2 separate regions of the Sus scrofa genome follow, and region 2 is linked to region 1. The links are chromatin contacts, called in public Hi-C maps. All regions are on one chromosome and are shown on one strand. Each heading gives the region's core, a stretch centred on a gene start, on an enhancer-like site or on the middle of the called end of the contact. The rest is flanking DNA. Distances are from core to core; before and after follow the strand shown. Region 1 has its middle 100 kb from the start of PIK3AP1. Region 2 holds the start of LOC100627422.

What was found. Hi-C and Micro-C count contacts between places; a contact is called where the count stands out from the background.
Region 2: a contact with region 1 is called in a Hi-C map of alveolar macrophages, with 1.7 times the contacts expected there. The contact joins the promoter of LOC100627422 here to the enhancer-like site in region 1. A contact is called at or near these places in 1 of 5 promoter capture datasets (liver), 7 of 47 Hi-C or Micro-C datasets (alveolar macrophages, blood, embryonic fibroblasts and 2 more) and 2 of 2 datasets of contacts at active chromatin or transcription factors (alveolar macrophages and skeletal muscle).

The regions. Positions count from the first base shown.
Region 1 is chr14:108,262,256-108,264,972 of Sscrofa11.1, forward strand. It overlaps a transcript of PIK3AP1 not described here. Among named protein-coding and RNA genes, the nearest start is that of PIK3AP1, 100 kb to the left of the region's middle. Within about 2 kb of position 1,391, at least 3 of the 83 cell types and tissues checked have an H3K27ac peak or open chromatin away from gene starts, as enhancers often do. A contact at or near this core is called in alveolar macrophages, where this site is marked.
Region 2 is chr14:108,302,485-108,305,306 of Sscrofa11.1, forward strand. LOC100627422 reads left to right here and starts at 1,526. Exons shown (of 8, transcript XM_021074303.1): 1 at 1,526-1,661; 2 at 2,679-2,752. It also overlaps a transcript of PIK3AP1 not described here.

The DNA of each region.
Region 1 (2,717 bases), core at 141-2,640:
AAATTTTTTACATAACTGCAAGAACATAGTTAATGTCTGGGATTAGCTACCTGTGGAAATACTCTCCCAAAGCAATCTTCCTCTAAACAAATTTAGGAGTTCCCGTTGTGGTGCAGTGGTTAGCGAATCCGACTAGGAACCATGAGGTTGCGGGTTCAGTCCCTGGCCTTGCTCAGTGGGTTAAGGATCTGGCATTGCTGTAAGCTGTGGTGTAGGTCGCAGACGCGGCTCGGATCCCGAGTTGCTGTGGCTCTGGCGTAGGCTGGCGGCTACAGCTCCGATTAGACCCCTAGCCTGGGAACCTCCATATGCTGCGGGAGCGGCCCAAGAAATGGCAAAAAGACAAAAAAAAAAAAAAAAAAAATTAAATTAAAAAAATTTAATTTTTTTTTTTAAATTTTATGGCTATGCCCCAGATATATGGAAGTTCCCAGACCAGGGATTGAGCCCCAGCTGCAGCTTCAACCTATGCTGCCATCAGATTTTCTTTTTTTCTTTTTTTTTTTTTTTTCTTTTCCTTTTTAGGGCCGCACCTATGGCGTATGGAATTTCCCAGGCTAGGGATTGAACTGGAGCTGCAACTGCAGGCCTATGCCACAGCCACAGCAACTGCAACATCCGAGCCATGTCTGCAACCTACACCACAGCTCACAGAAACGCCAGATCCCCGACCACTGATCAAGGACAGGAATCAAACACGAATCCTCATGGATTCTAGTTGGATTCGTTTCCGCTGTGCCACAAAGGGCCAGATTCCTAACTCACTCAACCACACTGGGAACTTCCAGCTGTAAATATTTCTGAGGAATCAAAACATTTTGAAATTCGTTATAGAAATCACAGTCGAGGTCTGAAAGGAAAATAAGTTGATTTTTAAAAAAAAATTAAATGTTACATGAATTAATAGTAGGGATGAGATTTGGTAAAGGGAGATTTTGGTCTGCACAAATAGTGAGGAAAAGATCTAGACGTAAGTGATTTGCCAGTGTTTTCTCAGTAATCCTAAGAGGAAAAAATACACTGATTTGAGATGGTTGGTCCTAAACATTTCAGTAAAAAAAAAAATTTTTTTGAGTTGAATGGACAGTTTATCTGTCTCCTATACTAAGATTAAGAGAAATACTTCTAAAAGAACATCCTACTCCTTTTGTTCTGTTAAAGAACAATACAAAATGGAGATCGAACTTGAAATTTCCCTGAACCATGTAAGCAAAACTAAATCTAGTTATTTCTTGTAAATGTCTTTGATAATCATAATAGAAACTTAAGTCATCTTCCTAAAAATGGTAAAAAAAAAAAAAAAAAAAAAAAAAAAGATACTTTTAACCAATCCCCTACCATCTGGAAAGGCCCCAACAGTGTAGTAACCAATCACTGTAAAGATTAAGCAACTTCCTCATTTTCACTTTATAAGCCATCCTGTAAGGTCATGCCTCTGAACCTCCTATCAGTTTTGTATTTCAAAGTTCTTGGTTTGCAAACCCTTGTTGCAGTATGTGCCATGAACTCTTATTAAATCCTATTTTACAGACCTGGTGGTTTTAATTTCACTACTTCTGAATTTTTGACAGTTCTCGTTCTGTTTTTACCTTTATGATTTGGTCTCATGTTCATATCCACTAGAACAGTAAGTCTTATACACTTGTAATGTTCTATTAAAAATGCTAAAAATAGACCCTAGGTATATTGGTCAGTAGAGCCCACCTTAGAAACTCATCTTGAACTTGCAGTGTCTTTACAAAGAGGTTCCATCAGTCTTGGCAACATCTACAACAGTAAGATTCTGGGAGGCCAGTGTTCAGAGGGCACCTGGGGGCATAGGTGGTCCTATACGGGAACTGCTTTCTCATCTCTTTGGCTCAGTGTTCCTATCAGGAACAAGTCTTCCTCAAGGGACAGCAATTCCTATTAGACTCCAAGGATATGTGGTGGGCAAATAACCAGGAAAGGAAAACAAAGTAGAGATAAGTGATAAAAATTAGGGAATCTTAGGCAGATGTACTGTTCTTAAGTCATGGTGATCATTTTCATCTACATATAACTAGACTTTAATTGATTTACTATTAGACAAATTGGCATTGTAAGATAATTTCCTTCTTAGGATTTATGAGATTATGTTGTTGTTTGCATTACTTACATAGTGTATATTCTTCTTCAAAACACTCTCACCTTGTCTCAGGAACAATAAAAGGGAAAGAGTTTCCCTAACTTCCCCCAACTTTTTGAATATAGAGAAGTGCCAGGTGTTCCTCTAGCACAATAATACTTGGATTTCAATGACTTTAAGGATCTGCTATATTCAAAATCAAGATTTCTATCTCCCAACCCTGTTTGATCTTACTGTACGGCCAGAATGGAGAACCCCCAATGCATGTGTTTTACCCTTTTTAAAAGCATTTTCACATGCCATCCTTTAAACTTTGCTAAATGGCCCCTTTCCCTAACCTCAAGCAGTTAAGAGTATGTAGTATGACTTAGTGTAGCCAGTTTTATGTTCAGCCTGGAATATTGACTTTTGAGAGAATGCTTGCAAAGTCTCAGGGCCAATTAGAAATTATTCTTAAGAGAGTTCCCGTCATGGTGCAGTGGAAATGAATCCGACTAGGAACCATGAGGTTGCAGGTTCAATCCCTAGTGTCGCTCAGTGGGTTAAGGATCTGGTGTTGCCGTGAGCTGTGGTGTAGGTCCACAGATGCGGCTTGGATCTGGCGTTGCTG
Region 2 (2,822 bases), core at 276-2,775, 40 kb after region 1:
CACTCAGGATAGTTTCATGTACAAAGAAATTCAATACTTCCTGACTTAATAGCTTGTTCATGTTTATTTGACATACTCTTAACCAATGAAATATTGTGGACTTCTGAGAATGGAAACATGACTGCTTTTAAGATTTAGGGGGCTAAAGGTGCCTTTCTATCCATACCTCTCAAATCCCTCCTACCCAAGAGACCCACCCAATCCATCTCCTTATGGATGGACAGGCGATTCCACAAGTACCTGGTTCAGAGAACCAAGGCCACAGCCTTTGAAAGGACAAAAATCAATACACCAATGGGATCCTTGATGTCAACCATGTCTAATGACTTTGTATTACCTACTATAGTAATTAAAATTAAGCCTTCAAATTTAAATTTAAATATCTAAAAGCAGGAATACACCATCCTTAATTTTAAACCCCAAAGGTGGGGAAGAGATCAGAATCCTAGGGTACTGGGCCTACTGGTGAAGAGGGATCTATACCGGTTTTTCTTTTGGTTTTGCATTCTGCCCCCGCTCCCACCCCATCTCAACCAAACCCGCTGCATTTTCTCTCTCTTTTAGTTTCACCTTTTCCCTCTCTTTTCTCTTTTTCTCCCAAATAAGTCAAATAATTAAGATCAGGATCATGTTTAAACGGAACAGTTAGTGCCCTGCGCAGGGTGATTTGATAATTCCAGGTTTTCAACTGAAAAATCCCCTTTGTCATCGGAAATATTTCTCTTCGAGTCCTTTCCTGAAATATTAAGCCACTTTGCAACACTCTGCTTTAATTATCATTAATTAAGTACTTCTTTGAAATATCATTCGCACTTTAGCACAATTTTCTTAAACCCCTTTCCACACACACAGGAGGGGTTCTAAATATGCCGACTTTAGAATTTTGCCTTGCTAGTAGAAATCTAGTTTTTCACATTTAAAACGTTTGATTTTTTTTTTTTTTTTAAACTGGGTTCCCGAATGCCGACTGCCTTTCAGTGACTTAATAAAATGTATCTTTCTCACCTTGAAAAACTTTAGGGCTCAGTGCTTCTACTGGCATCCAGGCATTTATTCTTATTCTGCTTCTTAAACAGGCTCCTGGGAGGAGCAGTTTCGACCCAGAAGTTCAGAGAAGCAGTTACCACAGAACTTGCAACAGTTGGTATCGGGCGAAAGGCAGGCTGGAAGTGATAAATGAGGCTGGTTTAAGAAACAAAAAGCCCCGGGAAGGGAAAGAAGGGACCGCCGTGGCCTTGGGGGACAGCGCGGCGGCGGCGCCGGGCCGGCGGGGCCAAGCTCCTGCCGTGGGAAGGCTCCTTCCTGGGCGACCAGAGGCGGCGGCCGCGGCTCAGCACCGCGGGGACCGCAAGCTAAGCGAGGAGCGCCGCGCCGTGTGTGGGGCAGGCGCGCGCCCAGGATGCCCCCCGGGCCACGCCGGGGCCAAGCGAGGTGAGGCCGGCTCTGCCCCCGCACCGCCCCCGGCGGGAGGCGCGTCGCCCAGGCCGCGGGTGCGTGCGCGGCCCCGGGCGACGCGGCTGGGCGTGCGCGGGGCCGCGGCGGAGGCAGGGCCGGGCGGGCGGCAGAAGATGGCGAGGGTGTGTAGGCGGCAGCAATGCTCCGTTGAGAGACGCGGCTTTCGGCAAGAACTGGACTCGTGGCGCCACAAGCTCATTCACTGTGTAGGTGAGACTCTTCCCCAGCCGCTTCCGGACCTCGGGCTGCCCCGCCGCCGGCCGCCCCGGACGAGGGAGGGAGCCGGGACAGCAATTGCCGCTCCGGCCCGCCCGCCCTCTTTGGCTTGGGCGTCCCCCTCCCCCACCCCCCGGAGCGCGGGCGCGCGCGACCTCCGGGCGGGCTTTCCCCACTCGGGCCCGAGCGCGCGCGCCGGCCCCTCCTCTTTGCGCGCCCTCCCCGGGGAGGGCTCTTGGGCGGGAGCGCGTGCCCCTCCCCTCCCCTCCCTCTCTCTGCCCTCCCTCCCTGCCCGGCGGCCCGGCGCCGCCGCTGGCTTTTTGTGGAGACTCGTCCCGCAGCGTTGCCGCTTGACGGGGGACGCCGCTGCCAGTCCCGTGGTGCCCGGGGCGGGGGCGCGTGCTGGGCCGCAGCTTGGTCCCCTCCTCCGCTGCGGCCGGCGCCTTCCGCGTCCCGCGCTGCCCCTCCCCCCACGCACGGCGGCAGCGCGCGCCCCTCGCCTCGCGTGCACGGGCGGCGGGCGCTCGGGCGTGTGCGAGGCGTGAGGTGGAGATGGGGGCGGAGGGAGCCGGAGCTGTCACAGGCCCCGGGTCCGCCTGACCGAGCCAAGTGGGGTGTCATGGCCGCGGGGGGCAGCGGCTGCACTTCCTCTGCGGGCGGCGGCGGCGGCAGCGGCCGGGGAGTTAATCCTCGACGCTCGGGTCGGTGTGTGTGTATTTGTGTTCAGTGTGTGCACGGCGGGAGGAAGGGGGGGGTGGGACCGGTCCGACCGGGAAGCCGGAGCTGGGGTCGCTCTTGTGCTCTTCTGGGGGATTTTCCGGAGCCGTCGCCGCACGAAGAGCCTCGTCCGCCCCGCCCCCCCCCCTCGCCTCCCGGACCTCGGGGCGCCTCGAGTGGCTTTTTCCCCCGCGGGCAGGAGGGAGTGTGGACCGGGGCGCTCCGGGAGGGGCCGGGCGGCCGAGCAGCGCCTCTCACACTATGTGTTTTGTCTGTTTTTCTCTCCCAAGGTCCCGTTTCCCTCTGTGCGGCGGCCGGCGGGACCATAAGGGCTTAACTCATATATTTAACCCCCCTCCAAAAAGTAAGTGGCCCGTTTGGTGTCTCCGCTCCGCCCGCCGCCCCCTAGCCCCAGTCCGTCCTGTGTCTGACTC